Regions from separate parts of the Zea mays genome. Here region 1 is linked to region 2. The links are chromatin contacts, called in public Hi-C maps. All regions are on one chromosome and are shown on one strand. The core of a region is the stretch at or near the end of the contact, and the rest is flanking DNA. Distances in the headings are between cores, read along the strand shown. Region 1 has its middle 55 kb from the start of LOC100275772. Region 2 holds the start of LOC100191856 (chorismate mutase).

The links. Hi-C and Micro-C count contacts between places; a contact is called where the count stands out from the background.
Region 1: a Hi-C map of ear shows a contact between it and region 2, with 2.0 times the contacts expected there. The contact joins the enhancer-like site here to the promoter of LOC100191856 in region 2. A contact is called at or near these places in 2 of 25 Hi-C or Micro-C datasets (ear and tassel).

Annotation. Positions count from the first base shown.
Region 1 is chr5:95,072,762-95,078,391 of Zm-B73-REFERENCE-NAM-5.0, reverse strand. No RefSeq gene overlaps it. Among protein-coding and RNA genes, the nearest start is that of LOC100275772, 55 kb to the left of the region's middle. Within about 2 kb of position 1,596, at least 16 of the 20 cell types and tissues checked have an H3K27ac peak or open chromatin away from gene starts, as enhancers often do. A contact at or near this core is called in ear and tassel, where this site is marked.
Region 2 is chr5:94,293,786-94,299,275 of Zm-B73-REFERENCE-NAM-5.0, reverse strand. It overlaps LOC100191856 (chorismate mutase), which reads left to right and starts at 1,898. Exons shown (of 5, transcript NM_001137280.2): 1 at 1,898-2,327; 2 at 3,455-3,541; 3 at 3,631-3,774; 4 at 3,891-3,983; 5 at 4,626-5,346. The coding sequence starts at 2,127. The coding sequence ends at 4,862.

The sequences.
Region 1 (5,630 bases), core at 347-2,846, 780 kb before region 2:
AATGTTAATTATTTTGAATAAATAACTTAGCTAATGATTCATGAAATAATTTGTTGTTGTTCAATATAAGAAGACTTAAAATTAATGATATAGCTCAATTATTGTTGGTAGGCGGAGGCAAGCAGGGGCTGCACCTGCCAACAAAATTTAAAAATATGCATATATTAATTAGTCCAATTAAGCTTAATTGGTCAAAGCTCAAACGAAATACAACGCATGATACGCAACTAAACGGAAATCCTATCACGTGATCTCGTTCTTCATGTTTATAAATCGTGAATCCGTGATATGTTGCTGCACGCTCGTATCGTAGTCCTTCTATGCCCATGCGTCGCCCCACCGAGGGCTCCTGTCGTGTCGTTGTTAGTCAGTTTCCGCTACGAACTATCCTGCACCTGTGCATATATGTTGCTTAGTTGACGTGTTATATGTTACTTGGTGAGCATATAAACTATAACTAGCAGATATTACAATGTTATATGTTATATAAATTTCTACTAATATAAGAGAGTGTTTGGTTTAGCTTTCTGAACCAGATTTCCTGCCAAAAATCTAGATTCTCAATCAAACGAGTACAATAGTAAAATAGATTGCTAAAAATGTACTAATTTCTCTAGTTCAATTCAGAATAACCTTCTACCTTAGATTTTCTAGATTTCTGTCATTCATGTTACAAAACTTTCATGTTCTTATAGAATCTATAGTTGATATTTGTTTTAACCAAACAAATTTTAGTTTTTTTACAATCATCAGCTCACAACAGATTTCTCGCATCTCATAGTTATAATCAAATTTTCAGGATTCTATATCTGAACCAGACAGACTGGGGTGCCAAAGATTAGAACCCTACCCACTCGGTTTGAGGTGTTTGGCTTCTACCACCGTAACTTATGTATGTTTGTGTTATATGAAGAAGTGATATTGTAACTATATAGTAATAATTTTAAAATAAGAAACATAATCGTGTTTGAATAAATATCTCATTTGAGCAAAGTCTATTTATATGATATATAGAAACCTTATTAATGTATGGGCAACTAACTAGTATATAATAATATGGCAGAAAGGCCCTCTTAACCAAAATTCCTGGCTCCGCCACCGAATTAGTACTTAATTGTTTATAGTTGAATTATTGTTTAAAAGTCCTTAATGTAGAAAACCCATGAGTGACCTAAAACCCACCTGAAACCCGACGAGTTCGGGTACGGGTTTGGAATTACACCCGTGGGTATGATCGTGAGTGGGTTTAGTTAGACTTCACATATGCGACCGTGGATAGATTTTTCTCCACCCAGCTCGAATCCGAACCATTGTCATTCCTAGATACAAAGAGACAAAAATATGGGTAGACTTATCTTGTTATTATTACGAAACGAAAGAGTACATGTTCGTATTAGCCCACTTAATCCTGGGGTAACACTGCTGCCCACGATATTTGTTCTCCTTTTTCTTTACTTCTACTTTTGGGTCGAGCCCACATTCGTTTTTCTTAACTTTTTGGGCCAATGCCACATTCGTTGCCATAGAGAGACTGTTGGGCCGTAACCTTCTTGCCCCTATACACGGTCTTACATGGGCTGATTCATTGTCATGGAGTGACTGCTGGGTCGTAAGCTTCTTGCCCAACACACAATCTTTTTTCGGCTGATATTGTCGGGTTGCAGCGGTCCTCAATTGGAAAAAAGCTCCAAGTTTATGAGACTACTTGAGCTAGAAGCGGTTCGACTCCCGAGCCTTAGATGAGCCAAATGAAGTTAGTTTTGTTGAGAAACCCTAATAAAAGGTTATGTGGGTAAATACCGAATATACTCTTGAGTGGTCTCACGTCTCTATATAAAGAAGCCTATACCCCTCATAATATGAGAACGACAAAAAGAGACCAGAGACTCAATCCTACATATTGTGTCTTGTGTGTTCTCTGAGTGTATGGATTGCTAGGAAAGAGAACGAGGTTATATAACTTCTCGCGCTTCTACTGGTGACGGGAGCGAAGAAAGCGGATCTAGTGATACGTGGTAACATAGTTCTCAACAAGTTTTTGGGCTTTTGTTATGTAGCTAGAGTCGAGCCAGCTCGTTCAAGCTCTTGAGCTGGCTCACGAGCTAGGTCCAAATTGATTTAATAGAGACTAAGAGCCCAAAAATTTGGATACACAAATCTACTTAATTTTTTTTCATTATATGTTATCTACATTGCTCGATCAATTGATTTTACTTAGCCTATGCTTTATTATTCATGTGCATTGCCTATACTAGTTATCTTCTCTAGAATCAAGAAGCAAAGCAGGCCGACTTGCATGCCAGAGTCAAGCCTCTACCTCGAGATCGTAGAAACGTTAAATCTAACCGAGCTCAGCCTGCTCATGCATCGAGTCGAGCTGAGTCTGGCTCTTTTACAGCTCTAGTCCCCATTTAATTGTCATCCCTGCTCGTCACACCCGGTTTTGGACGACAAACCGAATGTAAATCATGTACGTGCCAGGATTAGAAATTCACGTACACAGCGATTACATAATTGGACATTATTACACATAGCTCAAAATAATAGCGGAAATAAGTACTTATTACATCATGATGTCCAAGACATCCACAGAGTCATTAACTTAACATAGATCAAAGTGCGAACACGAAACATAGTACGATAAGGCCTTCACAGGCAGCTGACTGGGGGTTCACCACTAAACACAACTATAATTCGTCGAAGTCCTGAAAGTCCTCCATGTTGCCTTCATCTTCTCCTGAGCACTTATTGCAATAGGGACAACCTGATGTTGGGTGGTTTTTAAAGCAAGGGTGAGTACACATCAACGTACTCAGTAAATGTCCCGTTTGGCTAAAGTGGACTAGCTGTATGTGGAATTAAGCTTGAATCAGTTGCTTTTAGTTGGTCAGGTATTTATTACTAAATAGAAAACCAAGTTTTAGTAATAAACCCAAGTTATTACCCAAATGGCACTCCCTCAAAGAGGAAATACCAAAATACCATAGTTATAATCGTCATCATTAAACATCATCATAAAAGTATCCAGAGTAACTCTAATCAAAGGAGCTCACAAGGCTGCTCATAATCATGGGCACAACTAATATACCAGTTTCCAACACTCTGCCGAGGTTGCACACTTTACGCACGAGTCGTGATCCCTTCCCAGCCTGGGTTGTATAGACCCGATCTTCACTACCCAGGTGAATGTCCAGGGATTCACTACGTAGCCTTTACAAATATTCCCAGGGGTCATAATCGTCAATTAGGTTTCTCCAGTTTGATAAACACAGTACCTCTCCCGACAGGAAGGGTGACTAACAAAAGCAACATGAAAGAACCTCAACAGAGCAAGTATTGTGCCCAGACCCCATTGATGGCACAACGATGAAGCCGACTACACCTCAAGTTCATCTAATTAATCAGCTAAGGGCGTCCCATTCCACCCTCATGGTTGTGTTTTTTTCCCGGGTGGTCATCCAATAAACAAGTCCTTATGGAGAGGTACTCGGGAAACAGCCCGAGGCACCTAAAGTATCACAAGTTCATCATTAATACCAGAATAACATCATCGTATCATAAATATTCTCATCAAGTTCATTGATTAAAGTAAAGCAGTAGCATAATACTAATCATAATAGCCAGTTCCCAAAGGGTAACCAAGGACAGGAAAATAGAATACTAGTCAATCCTTAGGTTGATCATAGTATGCAGGACAATGAATTATAAAATAAGTAGGACATAATGGGTCAGAGGACACTTGCCTTCACCAGGTTGCTCCTCAGGGAAGTCTCCTGCAACACACTCGGGAACCACGGACTGCTTGTTGTCTACGCAAAGCAATCATTCATTCAACACACTTGGGGAACAACAAAGAACATTACACCAAACATATTCAACAGATCAAACACATGTTTAGTAGAAAAGTACAGGTACACAAGTAAACTCTAGGTTCTAGGGTAGATCACTATGTTTAAGGGTCTACTGTTCTCTGACTAAGTTTATCTCAGTAAATTACTTCCCTAACTAGGTCTATCTTAATATATTACTTATTTAATTAAAGTTATTCCAGAGATGGGATCATATATTAAATGAGATTATTTCCACAAAGTTGATCAATTGACTATTCCTTACGGTTTTACCTTTTTATTTTATTTCCAATGACATTCCTATAACCTTACAATAGCCTAGAGACTAATCATAAAATTGGGACATGGAAACAATGAATGAACATAATTTAAACAGATAGAGAATAATGTTATGAACATTTTGCAATTTGAACCATCCAATTTGGAGTTCATATGCAAAAGATATGAAATTCACAAGTTTTGGAATTCAAAACCCTAAATTAAACCTATTTTTCTAATTCAAAACAAACCTGGGGTTCTTTCTACAAGAAACCAGAGGCACGACCATAAGAATAAAGGACGGCGAGTTCTATTACCAGAGAATCGATTGTTCTTTTTACAAAACGGCAAAACCAAAGGGGTATCGGGTCTCCTCGGTCGTTGGATCTCGGATCAACGTCCGAGATTAGAAACAGCGGGCGAAAGCGCGGGCGTGCGGGACACGAGCACCTGACAGGTGGACCCGGGGCAAGGCGCGATGCCGACGTGTGGGGCCCACATACTAGTGGCGCGCTGAGGGCGCGGGAGCTTTGGCCGCTGGATCGGAGATCAAGGGTCCTGGTTCAACGAACCACGCGAATAGTTACTCGAAGATCTAGGCCATCGGAACAAGGGTGGGCGGCCAAGATCGGGCGTCCAGGGACTTAACAGTCTCTGACCGACCAAGGGCAGCGCCGCTCGTGCCCGTGGTGGCGTAGCCACCGGAGACGAGGAAGGCCAGGGATCTGGGGGTTCTGGGGCGGTCTGGGCAGGCTAGGGCTGTTGGGGAGAACCTAACAAGCACTATGGCGGAGCTTAGGTCGCGAGAACGGGACCGAGGGCGGGCAGACGATGGGGGAGGGTCCCTGGCGGATCGGAGAGTGCTCTGGCGAGCAATCCCGCCGCGGTGGGGAACAATCCGGTGCACCGAGGCCGACATGAGCTTCGGTGAGGGGGTAGGGATATTCTATGTCTAGGCTTGGGCATGGGGAAGGCTGGACTAGCAGGGCGTTGTGAAGATGCGGCGGCCCAACAAGGAGCGGCTCCGGCAAACTGAAATCCATCGCGGTGAGACAAAAATTAGTGCAAAACAAGCGTTGGGTGAAGTTCCTTACCTAGAGGCGGTGCTCGGGGCAGCTTGTCACGACGCTGGGAGGCTCCAGTTGACCGGACAACAAGGGAACGCGACGGCGGCGACCTCCGGTCTGCGCAGGGGAGGAGTTAGGCGTGGACGGGGCAGAGGGGACGGTGAAAGGGGAAACCAGAGCGGGTTCCTGGTGCACTGTGCTCAGGCGAAGCTCATCGTGGCCAAGGCAATGGCAAAGGCCCGTCGAGGACGACATAACGTCGGTGGCCGCGCTGCGAGCTGGGAGAGGGCAAGGGGTAGGGGTAGAGTGAATGAGGGGCAGGGGCGTGCCAAGGGGGTCTGAGATCTTAACCTGGGTGCTCGGGCGACGTGCACGGGGCGAGTCGTGGGGGAGTGGGCTTGGTTTGTCCGCACGGAGCGCACATCGTGGGCGCGGCCGCGATAGTTGCGGGGAGGGA
Region 2 (5,490 bases), core at 649-3,148:
ATTAAAAAGTCAAGCAACAAGAGCAACAAATAAAACACGAATCACACTATCTCAAGTCACTAATCACTATTGATCCCTTGTCTTAATTGTGGGACTTGGAGATGATTGGAAGCTTTGAATGTGTCTTGGAATGAATTCCTTGCTCTTGTATTGAATGTGGATGCATTGAATGCTTGGGTGTGCTGAATGGAGGTGGTTGGGGTTGTATTTATAACCCCCACCACAATTATAACCGTTGGAGAGAAAGGAGCAGCTTTCTGTAGACGGGTGCACCAGACAGTCCGGTGCACACCGTACACGACACTATTCATTGTCCGGTGCCTGCCACGTCACTCGACCGTTGGCATGTGTAGCAGTCATTCGTTGGATCCGCCTGCCCCTGTGGCGCACCGGACAGTCCGGTGCGACCTGACGCCTGACCGTTTATGACTTTCTGACGGTTTCTGACTCCGGTGGCAGTCGACCATTGGCGAAGTTGACCGTTGGCCGTGGGCTCACCGGACAGTTCGGTGCACACCGGACAGTCCGGTGAATTATAGCCGCGGAGCGCTGAGTTTTTTCCGAGAGCGGTCTGTCCGTTGGGCGCACCAGCCTAGGCACCGAACACTGTCCGGTGCATTGCAGGCTGGTGCAAGTCTGATTCGCCCCATATTTATAGAAACGACCTAAGGGTCCATTTTCCTTACAAATGTATATGAACTTTATGCATCGGAGAAAAGACCAACTAGGCAAACTAGTTAGTCCATAAGTTTTGTGATGGTCGTCAAACACCAAAATCGATTATAGGAGATGGTTGAGGCTATTTCCCTTTCACGTGGTAACGACTACTTCAGTGCGTAACGATTACATCAACGGTAGGGCAACACGTGATGGCCCAAATTGGAAGGTCCCAATCAAGATACCAGAGGCTTACTACTCTTCTCGGTCCGGTGGTGCACCGGACTGATCTAGTGCGCCACTGCGCAGAGCAGTTTTTGGAGGAAACTCCAATGGCTACCACAACACATTCTTGTCATTCTACATAGACCTGATCACTGTTCTGAGTAGTTCTAGACATTCTTGTGAGAGCGTGCTTTCGAGATCTGCATTCTTATGTCGTGTGGCTGTGTTTTGCTCTTGCGTTGTGTTCTACTCCTCCCTCTTGCTGTTATTTGGAGTTGCAACTTCTATTGAACTTGTGTATGACTGCAAGAGACTCCGATCTGTGGAGATCCTTGCGAGGAGATCTATATTTGATAATGAAGATTGTGGGCTTAAGGTGATCATTGGATCACTTGAGAGATATTGAGTGCAACCCTCGTCAGTTGAGACACCACAACATGGAGTAGACAAGCATTTGAGGCTTGATGGAGCCACGAGAAAAATCATTGTGTCTTGTGTGCTCTATTTTCATTAGGATTCACTCTTAAGTTCTTGTTTCATTTTTCACATGTAATATTGCTCAAATTAATTCCGCAATGTTGTGAGCAACCAAGTGCAAGAACTTCTCTCCTTCTCACTCTTATGGATCTAGTTTTGTACTAACTTTTAATTTGTGTGCCAAGTTTGTGTTTAAGTTGTGAATTTCAGGTATCACATATTCACCGCTTCTAGGTGACTATCAACAATACTGTTTTGTTATTTCAGTGTTTTTGATTCAGTAATAGTAGTTTTTTTGAATGTCTGGTCGTTCGATTACAAGGATATTTATACCCGCCACCATATCACGCATACTCACGCTTACACACCTCAAATCTCTCAAATACTCCATTCCACGCTGCTATAGTTGGTGTTAGGCTTGATCAGCCGCTGACCATGTCTTTTTTCTGTTTCCACGCTTGAGCGGTCACTGCAGTACTGCACTTGGAGCTTGGAGATGGAGAAAACCGGTCATCTTGGGTCCCATTGGTGATTGGCCACTCCGACCATTTCCACCAACGGTCTGGACGGGTGGACTGACCACAAGTCGCCGACTCGCCATCCGCGTCAACACCACTGCAACCACCACCGCCGTGTGGGAGGCCCAAACCACGCGCCTTTCCCCACTGCACCAGGCAACCCACCAGCAGGCCGCAGTTCACGCTTGGCTGACGACCGACCCCCATTCGTTCTAGCCCTCCCTCCGACACTCCGATCCATTACTCGCTATGGACGCGGCGGGCGGCGACCAGCTAAGCCTGGCCGCGGTGCGCGACGCGCTGGTGCGGCTGGAGGACTCCGTGGTGTTCGCGCTCATCGAGCGCGCCCGGCATCCGCGGAACGCGCCAGCCTACGCGCCCGCCGCCACCGCTGGAGAACATTCGCTCGTGGAGTTCTTCGTCCGGGAAGCAGAGGCCCTCAACGCAAAGGCAAGCCTCTTCCTTTTTCGTGCTTTTCTTGTTCGTCCCTCAGTTTCCTCTGTTATTAAGACTTGTATTGCCTTGCCTGGATGAGGAACTACGCGGATGGGGCCAAACCACTGCGCTCTCAAGTTCTTGGTCGGGCAGAACCTATCGTTTGTTATTGTAAACGTGGTCAGCTTACCTATGATTCAAGGTGGCAAGATTTTTAAACGCCTAGACACCCCCGTTGGTTGTGTTTGGAATTCAGCTGAAACGTAGAGGCTACAGTTATCGCCATTGCAGATTACCTATTTTTGTCTGGTGAAATGCTCAACTTAGGTTTGATCTAAAAAAAATTTGGTCGGAGAGAGAAAGACCGTCCTCCTGATATTATATTTAAAAATAGATCGAAACATGATTACGGTCGAGAAAATTCTCGAACCGTGGCCCCATCCACTCTGCAACGACCAACCGAAGGGTGGGCGGGTGAGGCACAACAAAGGGATTTTTTTAACCAAGTCAGAAATTTGCCCTCGAGGGGGATCGAGAAGACAGGACCTAGAGGTGGTACTCGGAAGCATTAACCATTACGCTAGATGCCCTTAAGCACTTAGGTTTGATCTAACTAGTAAAGTAAACCAGCTGTAAAACTTCAGTACGAAATAAGTGCTTCTTCTTTTAGGTTCACATTATATGCAATCACTCCTTGATGAAACCCAGATCTTACCGGGGTAGAGATGGATTTGGTTCTTTGAGCACCCTTGACACTTCTCTACATGGCTTTCCACTGTGTTGATTTGAAGAACTGAATCCTATCTCTATTTGTTCGTTTCAAATTCACTTGGCACGAAAAAAATAAAATGTACTTCTTGTTATTTATCTAACTGAGTAACTAATATGATCAATCATTGTTTACTGATATTTCACTGGACAAGGAGAATGCCAAAACATTTATTTAAGTGGTTAAGAATGTTCTTACCCAAGCCAAATATCACAGAGGGTTTAGAGGCTACTGGTGGTATTGCTGCACATATACTGCAGCAATAACATTCTGTGATATCTTCTTCGCAATCTGAATACATGTGTGAATTTTTGTATACTGCAATAGTTAACACTCTTGTGCAATCTCTCAATACAAATGTGAGTTCTTGTAGGCTGGACATTATCAAAAGCCAGAAGATGTTCCATTCTTCCCTCAAGATCTACCCTCACCTCTCTTTCCTACAAAGCCTTCCCCAAAGGTGCACATCATCAGGCATTAACCTTGCAATATCAAGAACTGATGATATGATAATTGCTGAGATGCTGAACTTCTATTGCTTTTTATTAGGTCTTGCACCCTTTTGCTTCATTGGTCACCGTGAATGATGCAATATGGAAAATGTATTTTGATGAATTGCTCCCGTTATTCACTGTTGATGGTGATGATGGCAGCTATGCACAAACAGTTGCACTGGATTTAGCGTGTCTGCAGGTATGAGTTTATGTTAAAATTTCTTTAACTACAGGAATAAATGCAAATTGCCAGCCTTTTAATTGGAAATTGACAATTGCTGTATGCCTGTAACATACAAGGTTTGTCTCTTGTAGGTTCTATCACAAAGAATTCATATTGGTAAATATGTTGCTGAGGTGAAGTTCAAAGACGCTCCTCAAGAATATAGTCGACTAATAAAAGAAAAGGTCAATCTACTGAATATCTCAATCTCTTCCTCAAATTACCTTAAATTTACAGGCTTGGTAAGTTCGGTAGTATTATGTATAGCAATACAAGAAATGTTTGGTGTTCCCAAAGGCTACACATTGGTGCACCTTGATAGTTGGAATTCAACTAAGAAATCAGCTTAGGGCTTGCTTGGATCTGCTAGCACTTAAAGTTAGCTAGCTAATAGCGGCTATTTTTTAGCTAGCTAAGTTTTAGCAGGAGGCTGTTTGGATCCACCTGCTAATAGGTGGTTGGACAGTGATTTGAAAGTGTAACATGAACTATTGGCACCTATTAGCAACTCCAAACCTGCTAATGGAACTAATACTTAGCAGCCCTTCAGCTAATAATTAGCAGATTTATTAGCAGGACTGTTTGGATCTACTAGTACTAACTTTAGCTGCTACCTTTTAGTGCTAATGGATCTAAGGTACTAAGGTACTAACTTTAGCCCTAATTTCCTTCAAATGAATAGCATTGTATTTGCATGTTATAAATATAAGTATATGCTACTAAGGTATTCTATCACATTACCACGTCTTTAGACTGCTTTGAATGTGCTTTAGACATGAGGCTCAAGAACACAGACCAACTATGCTTTCATCTGACTGTCAATGCAGGACAGCAATTCTCTGATGGATATGCTGACATTCAAGGCTGTGGAAGAGAAGGTCAAGAAGAGAGTAGAGAAGAAGGCTAGGACGTTCGGGCAGAACGTCACCTTGGATGACAATGCCACTGCTGGTGACAGCGAGTGCAAGGTCGATCCCAAAGTGCTCTCCAAGCTGTATGATCAGTGGGTGATGCCACTGACCAAGGATGTCGAAGTCGAGTATCTCCTGCGCCGCCTCGACTGATCAGTGATCACCCGATTAGCTGTAGCTGCGAACTTTATGTACGCGTGGGTTTCAGTTTGCTTTGCACATGCCCTTTATGGCTTTATCGTTCAAACTCAACTACGAGAGAACGTTACCAGGATCTGGCCTTCGTCTTTGTCAGCCTGCTTGCCCGTCATCTGCATGAGTAGTCCAACTGTAAGTGACGCTTGGTATGGAATGTAAGAAAAGTAATACAACTGGTTACATGTTATCTTTAATCTCCTGTTGTTCGTCTGTAAGTGACTGGCAACACAGTAGGGTACCAATTCTCTGGTTCAGAAACGTATTATGTTTCTTGCTTACGTGACAAATACCAAACAAAATAGTTACAGCTTTGACATGCGTGTTATCAATAATTTGGTTGACTCCTGTGCTGATCAGTTAACTAGTCAATAAATTGGGGGAAGTGGGAAATACTGTCAGGCTGAAAAACTGCAGAGCAGGTCCCGATGTCGAACTGTGCAAGACATTATTTAGGTACACCCATATGATTTACGCTTTAGTTTTACGTCATCAAATGTCATGGATGTTTGTCCATTGTTTGCTACATGATTAAGTTAGCTTCCGCTTGCCTTAGTTAAATGGATACATTATATTAAAAAATAGT